Linked DNA regions of Anas platyrhynchos: region 2 is linked to region 1. The links are chromatin contacts, called in public Hi-C maps. All regions are on one chromosome and are shown on one strand. The core of a region is the stretch at or near the end of the contact, and the rest is flanking DNA. Distances in the headings are between cores, read along the strand shown.

Region 1 (4,128 bases), core at 271-2,770:
AATGATTCTATCAACTCCAGCAGAAAAACAGCAGGAAGCAAGGGTTTTAAAGAGAAGTGAATCAACTGGCAGACTGCAAGCTATGCGGTGATAACGGGCTGTCAGAGGAATGTTCTGCTTTTGCAAAGCATTGAGCTGAAAAATGCTCAGGTTTCTGAGCAACATCACACTAAACAGAATTGCACCTTCTCTCTGAGCTGGCAGTATTTGGGGAGGGGATTACCCACAAGAAATCTGTTTGCAATCATCAGGTCAAGGATACTGAATGATGGAAGACAACTGGAGCATCAAACTCAACTCTGAACACAAAGGGAATAATCATACAGTTTCTATTGAGTTGGAGAGGGTACTTCCACATACCTTTATTTCAATAGCTGAACATGATGTCAAAAACAAATCCATTCCATAGCTCTAGACGTGTTTGATCACTGCAATTTCTTGCACATCCAAGAACCACAACCTGAAACTGGTTACAGCATATACCCAAAGACCCAAAGGTTTCTGCAGATTGTCTTACATAAAAGGAAGCAGGATGTGATCTGGGTTGCTGAGAACCTAATGCCACAGAACAGAAAAGGCAGTCTGTACCTGACTCAGTCACCTTCCTTAAGCAGCTCAGCGCCCCATTGAGTCTGGAGCACTCTTCATCTCTGGCACCACATCTCTTCATTGTTTCTTTCACCTTTGACTCATTCATTTCGAGTAAGGCATCTAAGGTTAGTTCCTCCGGTATTCTCTGCGGGGGGGAAAAAAAATAAAAAATTCAATGCACATTTTTTAATATACATATATAAATAAGACTGTCATTTGGTTTTCTGATGTAGTGCCATTGTCTCACTACTGGGTCTGACCCATGATTTAGTCATTTGGTAGTGAATTTCTCTTAAGGACCTCTGGGTCAGTAATGATCACGCAGCAGCAGCGCTCTAAAGCTGCTCTCTTCTCTCTACACCACAAGAGACCAGGCGTGTGCCTGAGTGTGCTCTGCATCATTAGGATGTTATTGTCTGTCTCCAATATTGAAGTTAGGATTACAGTTGATTGAAATATTCTTTCCTCTCCGTGTGGAAAGTTTTCATTCAGTATTTTTGAAAAGCTACCAAATGAAGTTCATCTTTTTCATCAAAAAACAAAGAAGGAAAAAAAAATGAAAAATTTTCAGAGAACGGTATTTAGCTTTCTGGCGAGGAAATAAAAAGTGCAAAGTGTGGAAAATGGCATAACAAAACTACAAAGAGACAGTGACCTCTTCCTTGAGTAATTTTTCCTTCACTAAAGGACCAGCCTTACCAATACCTTGCTTAGAACAATATTTGTGAAGAGCTCATTGCGCCCCTTAATATGCTAATGCCCCAAAATAACAAGGTTTAAATCAGGCAGACACAAAAGATGCAGGATGATGGAAAGCATGAAATCATCTGACGTTTCCTTACAAAACTGAGCTGCATTGCCTCTCTCCTTCATCAAATGTTTCCAGTGTAAGTCTGCAGCAATTGTGGTTAATAAACAAAACCAGGATACTCAGTGCAGATACCCAGGAATTTCCCTGAACGTTTTGCCTAAACAAACCTCACTGCTGCCTACTCTCACAATGAGATCACAAATTTCGCAATATTTGGCCTCTTTCCTAAAAGTTTCATTTCAACTCCTGGAGTCATGATACATAATATTTCAACTTTTATTTAAACAGGAAACTTAAGTGTATCTGTTTGACAACAAAAAGCTTGACCCACCCACCAACCCTTCAAACACTAAAAAACTACAAATCAAATTTGAACGAGTGTTACTAAATGTCCTTTTAAGATCACATCTTTCCTAATCCAGGCTAAAGATAGAAGTTAGTCTGCTTCCTAAAATTAAGCGATGAATCAAAACTGCTTTCACTGCTTTAATACAGGTAACTGGTCTCAAACACTCCAAAATGCTCAAATCATTGCTCTGAGAGCACTTAGCTAATCACACCATATTCTAAAGCGACTAAGATAAAGGTTACCTGCCCTACTTTAGGCATCTCAATGTTAAACATCTTAGGTTTGAACTAACTGCCCTAAAATCCACAACTCAGAGATTCCAGCAGGAAGCCAGCACAGGTTTGTTCCCAAAATGCCCCATGCCAACTGGGCTAATGACAACAGCATTAAACCCAGTCTGACTCTGAGTGATTTCCCCAGCACCCTCTGAATTCCAGCCCCCTGCAGGCAGATGAGCAGTGCACAGAGGCATCTTTGTTCAGCTGCATCACAAGGCCAGTTCTGCCATGCAGGGCACCAGCCACACGCTGCTCTGAAAGGGAGAGTTACAGGGGCAGGCAGCCATGGCACGAGCACAGAGGGGAGAAAGCTTTCTGCACCACCATGGTACCCCTGTGCTCCAAAGCAAAGAAGTTAATGCTTCCACCAAGCATAAGAGAAAGCCAGTGTCTCTTACCAAAAAAAAACGCTTTAGCCCCCTTCATGCTTTTACAGAGTCTTTTACAGGGGACTACAGCAATGCCATTCCTGTGTTATCTTGAAACATTTCCTCACTGCCACCACTCCCCGCTAAGAAAACAACCTAGATTACCCAGCCACTGTTTTAAGTAAGAGTGCCGTGCCAGATCCCAGCATAAACTACCAAGTCACGTTACCCAGCATCACTGCACTTCCCCAGCCTTTGCACGGCACAGAAGTAACCAGTAACTTATTACAACTATTACAGGTCAATCAGTAAAGTGAAAGAGACTACAATTTCCCCAGGAAAGCAGAGCACTTCCTTCATAGCCAGTTCCATGTTGAAGCCCAGGCTTCAACAGCCAGCATGAGCAGAGGAGAGCAGGGCCAGGTGGGCTGGCTGGCCCCCGGGGATCCGACTTCCTCAGCACCGCTCTATATGCTTTAAATACATGGAGCCTAGAAAAAAGAAGGAAGTCTCTTCTGCAAGCCTGAGTCTACTCAAGTAGCCGTGATGCAGTCGGGTTTTGTCTGCTCTCCTTCCACAAGGAGGGCAAAGTACAGCAGTTACCTGGGGCCCGTGCTACAGCACCTGTGACAAGAGCCATGCAGTGGGTCCTCAACGGAGTAAGGACTGGCCCATTAGGCCTTCATACTGAAAAAACTGAGTGCTTATTGAAAGTGAACTTCAAGTCGTATCAATGCGAGGAGCTGACTATTTTTAACTCACCCCAAATTAGCTCTCCTGGTTGTGCAAGTATCGACAAGGCTTAACCGGGGAATTCCCATGCCCTGCTGTAAGAGCTATGTGGAATGGCATCTCGGCTTCGCTCCTGCCTTTCTGAGCACAGCACTCCTGCCCAAGGGACGACTCACAAGCACAAAATTGTTGCCACAAGCACTACAGATGCAGGAGGGTGGTGGGCAGGGGTGGCTGCAATATTCACAGAATGGCCGTGGTCCTGCACAGCGGTGTTCAGAGCCTCACAAGCCCTTCTCTCCTTCCCAGAGGAGCACTACCAACATTTACTGGCACAGAGAACTTGCCATTTTTGTCCCACTTCATGGTTAAGCTCCAGGATTGCCCGTTCTTGCAAGGCTGACAGTGTTTAGTGCTTTTCTTTTTTAAAGATCAACCCCCTGCAACAAGGAATCTCCACCTTTCACTTTAGTTTTCAAGCCTTCCTAGTTGTACAGAAAAAAAAATAAAATCAATTTTCAAAAAACCAAAACATTCCAATCTATTGATCTTCTTTGAAGTGTCGGGGCGTTTTTTTTCCTTTCCCTTACTCATCTGCAGTACACAGCCACTAGGGAGGGCTTGAACTCGATCACCCCGAGCTGCCTGGTTTCACTTCCTCAGGTCTGTGCCCTGCAGCCCAACGCGTGGCCACGAGCAGCCCTGGCTCCACGCTGCCCACGTTGCTCTGCATCCCAAGCAGTTTCACACAGACACACACACACCCCCCAACCAACAGCCCAGCCTGTTGCTGGCTTGTCCCCATCCTGGGCCAGCACATAAAGCCCAGTTTACTCTTTTGCGCGATAGTTTAATTTTGGAAAAACAGACTAGCAAGTTGTAGGAAAGTATAAGTACAGAAAAGGAGATTATAGTTAAACAATCCCGATGACCTTGAGCTGGGAGCTCAGACTTTCTGAACCTGCTGCCAGTCCCCATGACACGCGACAAAAGAAATAA
Region 2 (3,720 bases), core at 73-2,572, 53 kb after region 1:
CTATAAATAAAATGATAGTTAGAGGGAACGGAGATGCGGGCATGAAGCAGCACACTATATTTCTTTCCCATGGGAAAGTCCTGTTCAATAAAAACTGAAAACTGCTTTCAAAATCAAGATTCATCTTGGTAATTCTGTCTCCTCCTCAAGCCAGAATGTGTTTTTATACCCTGAAGAACTAAGGGAAATATTCCGAAATGCTTTCAGTAGTGCAAGGAAAGAGTCCCTAACTGTAGCTTGCAGTTTACTGGGAATACGTGCTTCCAGTACTTTGGCTTCCAGACAGTAGAGTCATGATTTCAGAAACCATTTCAAAGAAGGGAATGATGACCGTGGGGTTGAGACGTTGAGACTGGACCAGTCTGGTTCAGTTCTTGGCTCTTTCAGAAAGTATAGCCCTGGGCAAATCATCTGATCGGGTAGCTTCGCCATGAAGTAGGGATGATAATGGGTCCTCTGTCTGACACATCTCATTAAAAGAGCACTTGAGATTTAAAATTACAAGGATGAAAACGATAGATCTGATTCATATCCGTACTTCCCAGAATCCTTTTCTATAGGTCAGGTTTTGATCATTACAGTGGTACAATAAAAAATTATTCCATTGGCTTAGCAGAATTTCTCCAAGTGTTCACTGAGCTAAATGAAGCCGGAACTTAAAATATTAGATCTAAGTGCTTCTTTTTGTTTCCTTTTCTTTGATGGGATTGTATTCATGGCTATTTGGAATGGAATATCTCCAGCTCCCATCTGTCCATGAATGTCTTTTCAGTTTCGACTTGTTAGCTCTGCAGTTCTGCACCATCTCTGGGATTTGCAAACTCCTCCAAATCTAAAAGCAGAGCTCAGTAATATTGCCTCTTTTTTTTTTTTTTTTTTTTTTAACCAAAATGACACACCCCCCAAACTATAAACACAGTAATTAACCCTAAACAATTCACATTTGAAATAGGGAATCAGATCCTCAAAACCACAAGCATACAAATGTTTCCCTAAAGGATAATCAGGATGTTGGACTTGCTAATAATTTTATGTAGGTATGCAAGCTATGAGAGAACCCATATGGTCCTTTTCCATGCTACAGTTCTGCTACAAAGCTATATGCCTGTAGAGTTTCAGCACTTGTTGGCTCTCCTTGATGTTTTCAATATAGCATGTGCTGTTCAAATATGCTTTGAAGGTAAGAATTTTAGCAAGTCATTGCTCTTTGTACTTTCTCTACATCCTGACCCCTCGATACCCTTGAAACTGGAAGTTTCACAGTCAGAAAGGGTGCTACAGAAATATTCCCATCTCCTCTTATCAGCCTTGGCCCATCTGAAAAACAACAGAACTGGAGCTGCAAATGTCTTTCTGCTCACATCTTTCCCTCTCACACATGCCCCAGAGCTATACAATAGGAGAACTGCTTAGAATATCATAGCAGAGTTTTGCCTACAGCAGACACAGCCATCTGCAAAGAATTCACATTTCAAGACCTGCCGGTTCCAATGGATCTGAAAATCACAACTAGTCAGCAGGCCTGGATGCAGTCTGCATTGCTAAACGCTTGGGTGCACTCATATAATTGCATAATTCAGCGTTGTGAACTCCCTCTTCTCAGACAATGTGTTTTAGATATCGACTGCACAGAAGGTCAGCTTGTGCTAGAAAAACAAACAGGCTGCTTTGCTTAGTCCAGCAGCGGAGGGAGGGCTGGGAATAGGCTATGACAGGAGACATCCAGCCCTGTTAATTGTTGTTACTGGGATGTGCTCAGAGGATTTCAACCTAGCTTTTAGCAGTCCAGACTTCATGCTTTTTTTTTCCTTCCGTGTAGTGATGTGTAGAGGGTCTAGTCAAGACTGACTTCTGATGCCATTAGTCATTACGCAGACAGTTCTCAGGCCAAACCACTAAGTGCCTGAGACATACAGGTGCAGCAGAGCGTGCCGCAGAGATGCACCAACTCCTGTTCCCTGCGGTACACTGCCTCTGCTTCTGAAATACTGGGCAGATCAAGTCAGCTTGTGGGGATCCCTAATAACATATTTATTGGATTCTGACAAATTTCATAAAAGAGTAGAGATGTTGCAGATAATTAGGTCCTGACATGTTTGGGGAACCTTGTGATGAAAGTTCCAAGCATTCATTTGATATCAGTACTGATCAGGCACTGGAGAGAAGTTCTCACATGTTCCCATCAGAAAAGCTACATTAGGGGGATGCAGTTAGCCACAAAACCCAAATTGCTTTTTGCTCACAGAATTATCTGACGCATCTGATAGATCATGCACGGGCAGCCCAACTGATTGTGTTAGGCCACACAATCATTTGGAGGTAGGCTGAAAATGGAGGGCTGTCCCCTCTTACGCTCATTCTGTGAATTGAGTTATCCAGGCTCTTGCAGTCAGCACAAACCAACATCCCCAAACACAGGGGCTTCCCCCCAGAGAAGCAGCTGGGAATTAAAGAGGGGAAGAAAAAATAAATCTTTACATTAACGCTGAGCTGAGAAAAGAACCTGAACTTTGACTTGCAGTTGTTATTCATATAGCAACCCTCACCTCAGAGAAAGGCTCCTGGATAATCCTGGAAGCCAAGATTAGAGCTGCACAAGAAAGTAAGAGGAGGAGCCAGGACAGCCCAGCAATCAGGAAATAGGAACATGGGGCTTTGCCCCCACCTGGAGCAAATGAAGAAATGACCGTGTAACTTTACAGACTGAAATGTAACAGGTGGCTGGCTGCACAGACCTAAAGGACTTTTCTGCCCTGTGGAGTATTTCCAGGTGTCCAAGGCTCTCAGTAAACAGGGATGCACTTCTCTCGAAATGGGTGCGGGTGGAATGACACAGCCTTCCCTACCGGGAACACAAGAAAAGCAGAATAAAAGTGCCTAATTATGGTGTAATTTATTTTTCTCTTCTGCAAGGGGCTATCAGTGTTCCGTGAGGCAGATAAGGCAGCACATTAGAAAGGCACATCAATGGTGCTGCCAGGGAAACCTGGCTTTTGTCCTCCCTATAGTGCTACCTACAGAATTCCTGCTGCAAGGGCAGGGGAGAAGCTTGTAAATAGCAAACAGGCACAACACTTAGCAAAGTCATCACAACGCGTGACTGCTGCGCAGGCTGTTTTTATTTAATGCTTTCTTTTAGTAGGTGCTTCAAAGGTTTAGAGCCAATGTTTAGAGCCAATTATATGCAGAGAAATCAAAAAGATACCAAAGTAACAAGCAGTAGGAATACCGGGAGCTACCGAAATAAGTACCCGTCAGTTTTTCTCCCAGGGTGTCTTACTTTCTAGGATAAAGCCACAATTATGAATATGTTAAAATAGCCTTTTCTTTATTTATTTGGCTACTCAGGAGAGAGGAGAAACTCCATCTTACTTGTGTGGTAGTGGGAGAACACAGCCTGAGAGGTCCAGCACTGCAGCCTTACATGCTCCTGTAAGAGACATTCCTTTCCTGTACATTCTCCTCAGGAAACATATGTGCCCTGATGAGCTGAGTTATCATATTACAGCCACAAAAAATCCAAGGATGTGTTAGATGCTCCCTTGATGGTTAGTGTGGTGGTCAGGAGGAAGGGTGCAGACTCAGTCAGCTTGGAAAAACAGACCAAAAAATAACAGCATAGACCCCCCCCCCATGCTTACATCTGTAGGGGGGTAAACAAAAAAAGGTCAGCAAATGATGAGAATTAGCAGATTAGAGAATTAGAGTTCAGCTGCTGCA

The links. Hi-C and Micro-C count contacts between places; a contact is called where the count stands out from the background.
Region 2: a contact with region 1 is called in a Hi-C map of liver, with 2.9 times the contacts expected there. The contact joins two enhancer-like sites. A contact is called at or near these places in 3 of 8 Hi-C or Micro-C datasets (F1 follicle, liver and skeletal muscle).

The regions. Positions count from the first base shown.
Region 1 is chr20:1,034,586-1,038,713 of IASCAAS_PekinDuck_T2T, forward strand. It overlaps KSR1 (kinase suppressor of ras 1), which reads right to left. Exons shown (of 19, transcript XM_027472475.3): 3 at 589-736. Among named protein-coding and RNA genes, the nearest start is that of KSR1, 41 kb to the right of the region's middle. Within about 2 kb of position 1,521, at least 3 of the 8 cell types and tissues checked have an H3K27ac peak or open chromatin away from gene starts, as enhancers often do.
Region 2 is chr20:1,087,914-1,091,633 of IASCAAS_PekinDuck_T2T, forward strand. LOC139999181 (a long non-coding RNA gene) reads left to right here. Exons shown (of 4, transcript XR_011804338.1): 4 at 1-67. Among named protein-coding and RNA genes, the nearest start is that of KSR1, 13 kb to the left of the region's middle. Within about 2 kb of position 1,323, at least 3 of the 8 cell types and tissues checked have an H3K27ac peak or open chromatin away from gene starts, as enhancers often do.